Regions from separate parts of the Mus musculus genome. Here regions 1 and 2 are each linked to region 3. Evidence: chromatin contacts called from public ChIA-PET and HiChIP or PLAC-seq data. All regions are on one chromosome and are shown on one strand. Each heading gives the region's core, a stretch centred on a gene start, on an enhancer-like site or on the middle of the called end of the contact. The rest is flanking DNA. Distances are from core to core; before and after follow the strand shown. Region 1 overlaps Katnbl1 (katanin p80 subunit B like 1). Region 2 overlaps Aven (apoptosis, caspase activation inhibitor). Region 3 holds the start of Emc7 (ER membrane protein complex subunit 7).

What was found. ChIA-PET counts read pairs in DNA pulled down with a chosen protein or histone mark. HiChIP or PLAC-seq counts read pairs in DNA pulled down with a chosen protein or histone mark.
Region 1: an H3K4me3 HiChIP or PLAC-seq map of bone marrow-derived macrophages shows a contact between it and region 3, with 5 times the contacts expected there. The contact joins the enhancer-like site here to the promoter of Emc7 in region 3. A contact is called at or near these places in 15 of 39 promoter capture datasets (the 3T3-L1 cell line, 3T3-L1-derived adipocytes, the C10 cell line and 10 more), 2 of 15 datasets of contacts at CTCF or cohesin (CD8 T cells and the NIH/3T3 cell line), 53 of 484 Hi-C or Micro-C datasets (the 3T3-L1 cell line, 3T3-L1-derived adipocytes, the 63-12 cell line and 38 more), 28 of 115 datasets of contacts at active chromatin or transcription factors (the 230-238 cell line, CD8 T cells, DN3 thymocytes and 17 more) and 3 of 9 other capture datasets (adipose tissue, liver and pancreatic islet).
Region 2: a contact with region 3 is called in an RNA polymerase II ChIA-PET map of memory CD8 T cells, with 142 read pairs. The contact joins the enhancer-like site here to the promoter of Emc7 in region 3. A contact is called at or near these places in 1 of 15 datasets of contacts at CTCF or cohesin (embryonic stem cells), 1 of 484 Hi-C or Micro-C datasets (CD8 T cells), 5 of 115 datasets of contacts at active chromatin or transcription factors (the SCID.adh cell line, effector CD8 T cells, embryonic stem cells and 1 more) and 1 of 9 other capture datasets (adipose tissue).

What each region holds. Positions count from the first base shown.
Region 1 is chr2:112,392,574-112,397,213 of GRCm38.p6, reverse strand. The region is part of intron 1 of Katnbl1 (katanin p80 subunit B like 1); the gene reads right to left. Among named protein-coding and RNA genes, the nearest start is that of Katnbl1, 16 kb to the right of the region's middle. Within about 2 kb of position 3,048, at least 10 of the 459 cell types and tissues checked have an H3K27ac peak or open chromatin away from gene starts, as enhancers often do. A contact at or near this core is called in bone marrow-derived macrophages, hematopoietic stem and progenitor cells and peritoneal macrophages, where this site is marked.
Region 2 is chr2:112,508,575-112,512,956 of GRCm38.p6, reverse strand. All of the region lies in intron 1 of Aven (apoptosis, caspase activation inhibitor), which reads right to left. It also overlaps a transcript of Chrm5 not described here. Among named protein-coding and RNA genes, the nearest start is that of Gm22676, 9.9 kb to the right of the region's middle. Within about 2 kb of position 2,591, at least 39 of the 459 cell types and tissues checked have an H3K27ac peak or open chromatin away from gene starts, as enhancers often do. A contact at or near this core is called in CD8 T cells, effector CD8 T cells and memory CD8 T cells, where this site is marked.
Region 3 is chr2:112,452,956-112,457,326 of GRCm38.p6, reverse strand. It overlaps Emc7 (ER membrane protein complex subunit 7), which reads right to left and starts at 2,302. Exons shown (of 5, transcript NM_133749.2): 1 at 2,027-2,302. The coding sequence starts at 2,259.

The sequences.
Region 1 (4,640 bases), core at 1,799-4,298, 61 kb after region 3:
GTCTACAAAGTGAGTTCCAGGACAGCCAGGGATACACAGAGAAACCCTGTCTCAAAAAAAAGAAAAGAAAAGAAAAGAAAAGAAAAGAAAAGAAAAGAAAAGAAAAGAAAAGAAAAGAAAAGAAAAGAAAAGAAAAGAAAAAAAAAGAAAGAAAGAAAAAGAAAAGAAAATCAAGCAGCTCAATTAAGATTGGGCTCTGAATCTTATTGCACTTTGGACCTAGAATGTCCCTGAAAGTCTTCTGTATTGAAGAAGATAGGGCCTACTGTGGAGTCTGGAGGAAGTAGGTCACTGACAGCCTACTTCTTATCTCTTAGCCCCTGGTCACTCCCCTGTCTTCTTTCTTCTTGGTCACAGTGAAATAAACAGCTTTGCTCTACAAGGTTCTGCAGACCAAAATTTCCTGTCTTGCAACAGGACCATAGCACTGGAGTCAAGTAATCACAACCTACAACCTCTGAAAGTGAGCCAAAGTAAACTTCTGCTCTTTTCAGGTGGCTTTCTCGGGTATTCTGAATGTCACAGCAGTGGCAGCTAACACAACCTAAACTGACCAACAGTCAGCAGGAGGATTAAAGTGCTAGCTAACATCACTAATCATCAGGGAAATGCAAATCAAACCATACTGGATTATTACTATATTTCATTAGGAATACCGAGAATCAGAAAGTACAGAAAACAAGTACTAGCAAGGATATATAGAAAAGGGAACCCCTTGGAGTGGTGAGATAGCTAAGTAGTAAGGATCTTGCTACACAAACCTGATGACCTACCTCCATGATGTAGCCTCAGAATCCACGTAAAGTTAGGAAAGAACCAATCCCTCAAGAGTTGTCCTCTGACTAAGACACACATGCACTCAACCCCAACCTCCTACACACACACACACACACACACACACACACACACACACACACTAAATAAATAAAAATTTTACAAAATAAAAGAGATTGTTGCACACCAATGATGGGACTGTATATTGCATAATCATTATTAAAAAAGTACAAGCAGGGCGTGGTGGCTCACGCCTTTAATCCCAGCACTCCCAGCACTCGGGAGGCAGAGGCAGGCGGATTTCTGAGTTCGAGGCCAGCCTGGTCTACAGAGTGAGTTCCAGGACAGCCAGGGATATACAGAGAAACCCTGTCTCGAAAAACCAAAAAAAAAAAAAAAAAAAAAAAAGTACAAAAATTCTTCAAAATAATAAAAAATGCTCAGATGATTCTGCAGTTCCAACAGTGGGTACTTATCCAAAAGAAACAGTTCAGTTTGCCATAGAAAACTGTACTTCTCTCTGTTTACTGTAGCACTATTCACAATAGCCAGGAAATGGAAATAATCTATTTATTAGTGAATGAATAAAGAAAATGTGGTAAATATAAGCAATGGAATACCACAGAGGATGAAGTCTTACAACTTATGCCACCTGTATAAAAACAGAGATTTTGTAAGTGAAATAAACCAGAGACAAAAGGACAAATAACTTGTAATTTCCTATGTGGAATCTACTGAAGCTGACCTTACAGAGGCTGAGAGCAGAAGGAAGACCTGGGCTGATCAATAGGCTCTAAGTTGTAGGTAAATATGAGATACGAAGTTCTGGGATAGCAGAGTGACCGTAGGTAACAATTATGTACTGTGTATCTCAAAAGTCAAGCAGAAGAGATTCGGAATATTTTCACCCTAAGGAAATGGGTAAGTGTTCAAGGAGATATGTGCAACCTGATTCAACAACACAAAATGTGTACATGCATTAAAATAGCACGTGTACCCTGTGAATGCTTATGTTACAAGTCTGTTTAAAAGTATGTTTAATTAGTTAAAAGAAATTACCAAACTTAAGTTGGGGATGGAGACACAGCTCTTATGGTAGAGTGCTTGCCTAGCATGCTTGAGGGCCTAAATTCAATCCCAAGCATTGTAAAACAACACAACACAGCTTTAATTAAAGTTATTGCTAGAGGGACTATGGGCCATCTTCCATCTTCTCAATAACTTACTTTTTTTCTATTTTCTAAAAGTATGATTTTTTTAAATGCGATCAGTCCTTTTAACTTTTCCAAAATTAGGACAATATAATCTAATTTTCTTACTTCTGCCCACTTGCTTCATTTTTTTTCTCTTTGTTTTCTCACTTTGAACCGATTCCCCTGTGCCTGCTTTCAAGCATGCTCCAGTTTCTCCTATCAGCTCCTATACTCTTTCTGTTTTCCTTTCCTGCCAAATTTCTACAATGAGTGCTTTTTAGCTTCCAATTGGTCTTTAACCCTTTACAATTTTGCCTTATTCTGTTTTCTCATGTGTAAGTCTATCGCTTACAACTATATGGGAGCCAGGAATAGTGACAGTCTATAATTACAGTACCCTGGAGGCTAAAGCAAGAGACTGAGAATTGTGAGTTCAAGGCCAGTCTGGACTACATAGTAAGACTGTCTCAAAAGGCAAAACAAGACAAAACAAAACAAATAACATCAAAGAATGAAAAAAAGAAAAAAAAATGAAAAAGAAAAACAAATTACCTTCCCCACTGCAATAAATAAAACCCCTACCAGAAACCTTTTAGCAGTCGATGTTCAATGGAGAGCTCCCAGGCCAATGTTAAGGCTATTCCTTCATCACTAGTCAGCTGTTTCACCAGTCCATGATCCTCAGCTTCCCACACAACTCTGCGGACTCTCCTTGCTCACTTCCCTTCTTTGAGTCACTTTTCCTTCAACAACTCTTTTCTCCCTACACGAACATTGAGGGGGCATGTTTTCACAGACTCAGTTACTTTTCTAGATCTAGGCTCTGTTGTAACTTTTTCTGTACCAAACTGGTTTCCACACCCACCACTAGTTTTTAATCAACATGTCTAAAACAGATCTCTTCAATTGTCAGTTCAATAATGGTACCTCCTATCATACTTGAATTACTAACAACCAAAATTCTCTCCAACTAGAAACTGGGGAGTTATTTTTATTCTTCTTCCTTTCCTTTCACCAAGCCACTAAGATTCTAGAATCTTCCATCAAAATATTTCCTAATTCCATTCTGACTTCCCTTTTCTACTGTCAGAAAAGCCCCATCACTTCAAGCCTAAAATACTGTAGAAATGGGCTGGAGAGATGGCTTAGAGAGTTAAGAGTACTGACTACTCTTCCAGGTCTTGAGTTCATTTTCCAGCAACCACATGGTGGCTCACAACCATCTGTAATGGAATATGATGCCCTCTTCTGGTGTGTCTGAAGACAGTGACAGAGAACTCTTATACATTAAATAAATAGATAAATATTTTTTAAAATACTGTAAAAATAATTAGTTCTTTGTTTCCCACTACAGGTCTTCTCCTGATCCCTATAAATCATCCTATGTAATAACAACTATAGTGTTTATGGAGAAAATACAAATACAGAATTTTCCAAAGTTATGTTTTGAACTGGCTGGTTTTGTATGTCAACTTGACACAAAGTCCTCACAGAGAAAGGAGCCTCAGTTGAGAAAATGGCTCCATGAGATCCAACTGTAGGGCATTTTCACAATTAGTAATCAATGGGGGACACTATGGGTGGAGCCATGCCTGGGTTGGTAATGCTGGGTTCTATAAAAAGACAGGCTGAGCAAGCCAGGACAAGCAAGCCATAAGCAGCACTCCTTCTATGGCCTCTGTGTCAGGTTCCTGACCAGACTTCTTTTGGCGATGAACAGCAATGTGGAAGTGTAAGTCAAAGAAACCTTTTCCTCCCCAATTTGCTTACTGATCATGGCGTTTCATCAAAGCAATACTACCCTGACTAAGCCAAGTATAAATTACATACATTTTAAGGATGCCTTACTTTGTTCAAGTAAACCTGGTTACACTGCATGTTAAAGTATTTATTGGAAATCTAGTATACCTAAAAGGTTCTGAGACATTCAATTATGTTCTTTAGCTCTGATTCCCAGTCTTGGCTACCAGTGTCTTTGGACTCGCACACACACACACACACACACACACACACACACACACATATATATATACACACACACACACATATATATATACACACACACACACTAAACTATCTAAGCACAGAACACCCTCATTATCAGGTACCATACTATTGGGGTACTTTTTATTTCTTATTTTTTTAAGAGTGAGAAGCCAAGAACAGTGGTTCATACTTATAGTTCTAGGTTTTAAGAGGCAGGAGAAGGAAGATCAGGAGTTTAAGGTCATCTTCTACTATAGAGCAAGTTTAAGACTAGCCTGGGCTGTAAGAGATAATCCCTCAAAAAAAGAGGAAATACACATGAGGAGTCCCTGTTATTTCTAATGGGGCAGGAGGAGGGCTGGGAAGGAAATGCACCACTACAGTAATGTTAAGTAATCTCGTAAGAGATCTGCTGGGTGTCAGGCACTGACCTCTCTGTGTGCACACACAGACATAAATACATACATTTGTACTTTTTTTGTATAGATGAGATGAATTTGCCCTAAAATCAACAGCAAAAATGCAAAGAGTTGGGGTTGGAGTCTAGGGATTCTCTTCCTACTGTTTCTAATCTTAACTAATAAACCACAATGTCTCCCAATTAACAGATGTGAATACATATATAGATGATATATAAATAAACCTTCTAGTTCATGAGTTTGGAGGGCCTTCTATTCTGAATTTATT
Region 2 (4,382 bases), core at 1,342-3,841, 55 kb before region 3:
GAGGAAACAGTTATTCTGAGAACAGCTGAGGGAATGTGAATAATGATTAGACATTTGAGCATGTCATTAAGGGGGCTGGAGAGATGGCTCAGTGGTTAAGAGCACTGCCTGTTCTTCTGAAGGTCCTGAATCTAAATCCCAGCAACCCTATGGCGGCTCACAACCATCTGTAATGAGATCGACGCCCTCTTCTGGTGTGTCTGAAGACAGAGACAGTGTCTACAGTGTGTGTAGATATAGTAATTAAATAAATCTTTGAAAAAAAAGAAAGAAGGAAGTTGGCCAGCAGATGGGTTTAAAAAGAGAGAGAGAGAGAGAATGTCATTAAGAATGAGCTGGTAGCCGGACATGGGGGCGCACTCCTTTCATCCCAGCACTCGGGAGGCAGAGGCAGGCGGATTTCTGAGTTCGAGGCCAGCCTGGTCTACAGAGTGAGTTCCAGGACAGCCAGGGCTACACAGAGAAACCCTGTCTTGAAAAAAACAAAAAAGAAAAAAGGAAAAAAAAAAGAAAAGAAAAAAAGAATGAGTTGGTAATACCACTTACTGCTTGATAGTGATATTATAAATTTCTAATGTTCTCATGCATTAGGTACAAACAGTCAACCTTAAGTGAAAAGATGAAAGATCTGGAAGCTGGTTCAAAATGGTGTGTGGAGGGGCTGGAGAGATGGCTCAGAGGTTAGGAGCACTGACTGCTCTTCCAGAGGTCCTGAGTTCAATTCCCAGCAACCACATGGTAGCTCACAGCCATCTGTAATGACATTCCATGCCCTCTTCTGGTGTCTCTGAAGAGAGTAACAATGTACTCATACAAAATAAATAAATCTTTAAAAAAAAATGGTGTGTGGAGAGGAATGGCGGCCAGAAATAAACTACTCACATGACTACTGCCAAGATGGGAACGGAGGAGTAGCAATTCGTTATTCAGTTAGCCTATGTGGTGTTGTATATTTGAAACTTTCCATAATAAATGAGGTGATATTTAAAGAAAAAAACGCTTGTAAAACGTAAATACTTAATTCAAAAAAAGTCCAAAAGGTTATAATATCCTTATCAAGAAAAGAAAACTAGTGAAATATATTCAAGCCAACTATTTATATACAAGTGTTAAGCATGAATTTTTGAAAAATCCAACTAGCTGGGTATGGTAGCACATACTCAAAATTCCACCATCCTCATGAATTGGAAGTAGCCTAGATTACAAAGTAAGGCCTACGGACGGGGGATGGCTTCCTGGAGACAAAGAGTCAGCTTCCTTTAAGGCTGTGGCTCCTGGTAGGCTCACCATGCTCCGCTGGAGAGCCTCACTATCAGGAGTTTATGCCCAAAACCTAGGATACCCAAGATATAAGATACAATTTCCTAAACACATGAAACTCAAGAAAAATGAAGACTGAAGTGTGGACACTATGCCCCTCCTTAGAAGTGGGAACAAAACACCCTTGGAAGGAGTTACAGAGACAAAGTTTGGAGCTGAGATGAAAGGATGGACCATGTAGAGACTGCCATATCCAGGGATCCACCCCATAATCAGCATCCAAACGCTGACACCATTGCATACACTAGCAAGATTTTATCAAAAGGACCCAGATGTAGCTGTCTCTTATGAGACTATGCCGGGGCCTAGCAAACACAGAAGTGGATGCTCACAGTCAGCTATTGGATGGATCACAGGGCTCCCAATGGAGGAGCTAGAGAAAGTACCCAAGGAGCTAAAGGGATCTGCAACCCTATAGGTGGAACAACATTATGAACTAACCAGTACCCCGGAGCTCTTGACTCTAGCTGCATATGTATCAAAAGATGGCCTAGTCGGCCATCACTGGAAAGAGAGGCCCATTGGACACGCAAACTTTATATGCCCCAGTACAGGGGAACGCCAGGGCCAAAAAGGGGGAGTGGGCGGGTAGGGGAGTGGGGGTGGGTGGGTATGGGGGACTTTTGGTATAGCATTGGAAATGTAAATGAGCTAAATACCTAATAAAAATGGAAAAAAAAAAAAGAAAAAAAAAAAGGAGTTTATGGGCAGCACCAATTGGACTCAATAGATTACTGGGGTTGAGGGGAGAACAGGGAGGTGGGGGAGGATCTGGAAGGGGTCAGGGTCAAATTTAAGGGATGAATATGATCAAAACACATTATGTGAAATTCTCAAAAAATCAACTAAAGTATTTTTAAAGCACTTTACTAACACAGAAATGTAGAAGATGATGAAGATGAAAATTAAGATAAAATTTAAAACCCACATTTAGGCTACTTGTATAGTACACACAAGGACCTACATTCAAAGTCCCAAGTACCACCTAGAAAAACCCCTTTCATCACCTAGAGAGTACCAAAGGACACATATTCCCAGTTCATTCCTCTATTATATTAATACATTTTATTTTTTGGTAACCAATTTTATTAAGTCAGCATGTCTACCTTTCCATTTCAATACATTTCATTTTCTATGTCTCACACACACACACACACACACACACACACACACATACACACACACTCACACACTGTTGAAAGGGCTGGTCCTGTTCTGTTTCTGAGAAAATCTTATCATGAAGCTCAGGCTCTCAGATTCAGATGTTTCAGCCCGCCCTCCCCCCACCCCCCAGCACTGAGGTCACAGGCATATGCCACCACGCCCAAACCACACAGACTACTTCTAGACCCACGCCCTCCAAAACAAACTCCTTTAAAGCTTATTTCTTACAGCAAGTTCCCAATGGGTTCTACCTGCCCCTTACCCTACATCATTAGAAGCTACCAGCACACGCTTTCTTTATATTGTGTCAATTTATTGACAAGGCCTGGCCTGGGAGCATGCAGAAGAGTCCATCTTCTGTCTGGCTTTTTCCTTGCTTTTCTTAAATTACTTATAGATTTGTTTTTAATTTCCAATGTTGCTTAATGCTCAGTCAAATAGGTCTTGACTAAAATATACTGTATGTGGTCACCTGAACATAGTTACAACACATCAGTTGACAGACAGACAAAAGGAAACCCCAGCACAACTAACAATGTGAACTGACAGAGGGCTGAGTGGCGGGTCTGCCCACTCACAGTACAGATATGACCCCATTTCTATTTAGGACATTTCTGCAACTTTACTTTGGTCATCAACCATTCACCCAACAAATTTCATATTAGTCAATAATTCTCACCTAAATGAAACTGCATAAAGTTTCCTAAAAGGATGGACTAAATAGGCCTTCCAAGATCTCTTTCAGCCCTCAAATATCATAAGTCTCACTATAAAAACAAGAAAATTCGAAAAAATAATAATAATTAGAGGCAGGTGGATTTCTGAGTTCGAGGCCAGCCTGGTCTACAAAGTGAGTTCCAGGACAGCCAGGGCTATACAGAGAAACTCTGTCTCGAAAAACAAAAACAAAAAGAAAAACAAAAAAAAGAAAATGGCCATTTATATCAAAATCTAGAGATTACAAAATGTGGCCTGAAGCCTAGAGGCTGCCATCTCTATAAACTTCTGAAGGCCCAAAGATGCTGGCTGAGTTAAGTTATTTAGTGAGTGAGATCTGCTAATGAGTGACTAATACCAGAGACTGATGAGGGCTTGGGGGCTAGAACGAGCACTCAAAGTGTGAGCAGGGTTAGCGTGGGAAAGCCTAATATTCTTTTATTGTCCCATGGAGTAAGTTCATAGAAGCTTCTCCAGTTAGCTTGAAATCTCTAAGCAGCTAAAGCACAAGGTAAAATGTATACCTGAGCAAGATAATGATTCTGATATAAAACACAACTGTGACCTGAGAGCCTGCTGCTGCAGTAAAACCAACAGTGAAATGAAAGGCAGGAGACCTGGGGAGAACCGAGGACCCTGCAATTGCCACTATTCCAGAGTCCCTGAGCATTCATAACAGACTAGCCGCCTGCAGACGAACGACTCCCTGACCCCAAATTAGAGGTGCACCAAACTAGTATCTCATTGCTCCGACTCAAATGCAAGGGCCACAGGAGCCCCCATCAGAGGAGAGTAGAAAGAAGGATAATACATAGGAGACATTTGCTTCCTTATACAAACATGGACATAGCAAGCAGACACAGTACTACATAAACATGGTGTTTTTATGATGCCATCATGTCAAAGCTAAACTGGTCATTTTCACAGTAATACTTTGTACCTGGATGCTGGTCACTGGTTTCAGTGTTCATAAAATAACAGAAACCCAATTAGGTTACTTATAAATCAAAGTACAGCTGAGCTATTATCCTGCCCAGTGGCAACACAAAAAACAACAAAGTTCCACTGGAACACACAGAGGGGCTCAGCTAAAATGAGGACTGTTTTACATGCAGCTTTTCTAATAGTCAAGTGTCAATTTGACTTCACCTGCTCTACAGAATGGAGATGAAGCAAATCCT
Region 3 (4,371 bases), core at 1,053-3,552:
CTTATAATTTCAAAACAAAATAAAACAAAACAAAACAAAACAAAACACCTGGCAACCACCTAACTGTCCAAAAGCAGAAGACTGGAAAAGCGAGTTGTGATTTATATGCACATTATGATATGAAAAGTGGCTTAAGTGCTCTTTAACCCACTTCCTCTCACCTCCATTAGTAAAGTTCCAAGCTACTTCCCTAGAAACCAAAAATATAGTCAAACTTGTGTGCTGGTTATTCAAAAAAATAAGACAAATTACCAAGCCTATTTCCAACAACACTATCACCATAAGCCGGTCAGTGGTGGCGCATTCCTTTAATCCCAGCACTTGGGAGGTAGAGGCATTCGAAATTCTGAGTTCAAAGCCAGCCTGGTCTACAAAGTGAATTCGAGGACAGCAAAGGGCTACACAGAGAAACCCTGTCTCAAAAAGCCAAAAAATAAAAAGCCTAAAAACAAACAAAAAAAAAAAGACTATCACCATAAAAACCACATCGACTCTCAATTAGCCCTCTATATGAATATAAGAGCATGAATAAAAACATGTTCATAAATGTTAAATGAAAATTATGGTCTTATATGCTTTACTCTTAAAGACAAGTCATATGATTCTACAGAGTCAGAAAAAAATTTACTATAAAACATTAAAGGTTATTATCTTTCTGTTGCATCTTTTAAAAAGAAAATATCTTATTTATATTTTCTTCAATAAACATTTATTTATTTGTACTTGGACCTCTTGCATACTAAGTCCCACCACAACACTGTACCACCAGCTTTTTTTCCTTCTTCTTTGAGACAGGGTCTCAACGAAATAGTTCAGAGTACCCTTTAGCTTATGGTCCTTCTGCTTCCGATTCCTGAGTAGCTGAGATGCTAGGTCTATGTCACTGTGCAAGGCTAAACATATCTAACAATCTATATTAAGTTGTAAAATATCTTCAAAATAAAAATAGGAGGTTTTCAAATGTGCTGCATACGGCAGAAGTTGACTACTCAATTAAGCCTTACCTCCCACATCCTAGTGGGAATTTATTACTAATGAAACATTAATTAGGACAAAATTTAAACAATACCCTAATGCCAAATAACATTAAAATATTGGTTGTCAACTTGCCATTATTTATTAATCTGAGGTTGAATATCCCACAAGGGAACATCAACAATCTGCAGAAATAAGCAATTCAAGTTGAAACATCCACATTTAAGATGTATGGTTGAAGTTGGTCTATAAAGCCAGCAAAGAAATATTTTCTTTCAACTCATAGTTTCAACTCCAAATACTGATGGCAAAATTTAAAACATATTCGTGGCTTGAAGAATGAAAACGGACTGCTGACAAAGCATTAAGAAATTCAACCCACCTTCCAATCTAAACATAAATCACAAACTCTTAAGAACAAGAAAAGAACAACTAGGCGTAAGGAATCTCGAGTAACCCTGGTCTGACTTAAATGACGACTATGATATCGCAAATCCCTCGATGAATTCAATTGTAAAAAGAACAATAATCACAAACTCGGGCCCCAAAAAAGCACTCTTTGATTAGGGACTTCTGGGCCCATTAATTTTAGAAGCAGGACCATTAGCCTTACAGTCTATGTCATCACTGGGAGCCCTTTGGGCTTTGACAATTCCCACTTGTTCAGCATCTTTCTACACAACACCAAGCTATCAGAAGAGTGACATGGAGAAAGCAACTAGGTTTCAGAAACACTAGACAAAATGCAAAGCGGGTAAAACCCAACAGATAAATGAGACTCCCCTGGGCCCAAGTATGATCTGTCTCACACTGGAGCCAAAATACGGCTACAAATAAATGACCGCATAGGTCTCGGGCGCCTGGGACCACTGTCCGCCATCCTCGTTGCTGAAGTACCTGACTGCCTCTCAAGGTCTCCCAGCACAAACCGTTAGTGGCGCCGGTGCCTTCAGTTTCTGACAGCTACACTGAGGGTCCTGACAGCTGTCCTAGCTGGATACCCTTCCAGCGTCCGCCCCAATCGCTTTCCTGCTGCCCTCGGGATGCTCACTTAAGGAAGCCGACATGCTCTTCTCCGTCTACCAGCACTCGGGCCGCGGAGATCCAGTCCTGAGGCTTCACCCCCGGAACAACCGCACGTCCCTCGATCTTAAAACGATCTCCCAGGCCGACCCCACTACCTCCCGGGCCCTCGGCAGCAGCCCCAGGCACCTCCGAGCTGTGGGCATCTCCTGATAATAACAGAAGCAGGACGGAGAAGAAACCCCACAGAGCACCCGCCATGACAGCAGCTCTGAGGAGTCAGGCCTACGGCCCGGAAGTCCTACCCCGCCGCAAGGCCGCTAAAGCTGCCGCCACCGTCGCCAGCCGATGTCGTCATCATCCCGAGCCGGATCCGGCCCGGAGCTTGTCCACGCCCCGGAGAGAAGTTGTGACCGCTGACTAATCAGGAGAAGGGGCGCAGGATCAACGCTCCGAATGACCCAGGGCTGGGGCTTAAAAGGTGGCGAGGCTTTTAAGTAAAGATGCCAGGGCATGTAAGGCGAAGTAAAGCTGGCAGAGAGTTTTGCTGTGGCGTCCACAGTTGCAGGTCTTATCGTGGGCGTAAAGGACCATGAGACCGAGAGGAATGAGGATCTGAAGTGTTGAGTGCTGTGTCTGTAGCTAACAACATTCAGACATCGACCCTATCACTTTCTCAAGGTTCTTGCTAGCTCTAAATAGTCTCCTTTCTACCACATATCTCCGTAAAAGACCCTGTGCACTCTGCCTCCATAGAAAAGTTAAAAAAAAAAAAAAAAAGAGTGAAGCTCCCGATGGAGAGTGGAAATGCAGACAATTTGGGCTGAAAAGGAAAACAAAAAGTTTTTTAAAATCTATATCAAAAAATGGTGATCCATGTTTAAGTTCGCGGAGAATGTTTATTTTCATTCTGTGTTAATGCTTTGGTTTTTTAACAAACAAGGTTGCAGACTGAGAAAGTGAAGCACTCACTATAAATGGTAAATAAAATACCTAAGACACAGACAGGGCAAATGGCCAGACCACCAGAAAACAGTTACCTTCGTAAAGCCATGCCGCGTCTAGCATCCTTCTTCCAGTTCTTAATTCTTATTTACCAAGAGTGCCGCAACCCTGCTTCGTTTCTCACTGTTTCGTTGGCTAACATATTCTTTTCAGAGTTGATGCTTACCTGCCTTAGATAACTCAGTCATTGAGCAGAGGCCTAAATACTGTAAAAATTCATCCATCTTCTCTTCTACTAATACTCTTCTACTAATTCTCTTCTATTCAGTTTCTCTGGTATAGAGTTTTTCTTGCTACAGAAATTAATACACCTAACTTTATGCATGTTTCTAGTGGTCTCTATCTCCATCCCTTGACTCTGTGCCCAGAAATAGTCTATAAGCAAAAACATAAAATTAAAAATATACATATATGGGGGTAGAGAGATGAGTCGGCTGTTAAGACCACTTGTTACTCTTGCAGAAGACCTGAGTTCAGTCCCCAGCCCCCACACTATAGCTCTTCAAATTCCAGGTGATCTGATACCTCCACAGGCTAGTTCACATACATACATACATGTGAGCAACATCCATATACTTGATATTAAATAAATATAATATGCAACATAATGTATATTTATTTGACACACACTATTATATAAATAGTGCTTATTATATAAATAAAACCAGTATGTTGTGAATTCCTCCCCCATCGTGAGTTTTTTTTTAGATAGGATTTCATACTACAGTCCAGACTGGTCTTGAACTTTATCTGTTCTTCAGCCACTGAAATGCTGGAAGGATTGACATAAATTGTGAGCCATCACAATTACCTCAATATGTAATTTAATTAAAATTAATGTGTTATAATACATATAAATATATAAATGTATGCAGCTATAATGCATCTCTATTTTACATGTATATATTTGTACACCATCTATCTAATAGCAAACTACAAATGCAGTTCTTCATTTTGCCCTTTTTCCCTAATGTAGCTTGGAAAAAAAAATCTCTGTTTTTGGTCTATGTTTTATAGACAGGGTCTTATACCATAGCTCAGTCTGCCCCAGAATTCACTATGCAACCCAGGCTAACCTCAAACTTGTGGCAGTTTTCCTGTCTCAACCTCCCTAGTGCTAGAGCTAGTGCTGCTCTTGGCTGTAAATTATCCCAATGGTATATAAATGTTTCCTCATTCTTAAAATAAGGCTACCAAGTACCCCAGTATATAGATTTCCTGATTCCCTACTAAGAGACGTTAAAATTGTTCCTAATCTTACTGATTTTGCTAAAGTGCATTTCCTTCATCATGTGATTTCCATGTCCATATCCAGAATTCCTTTTTTTAATCCATAATGATGTGTTCCAGTATTCCTAATGGGTGCAA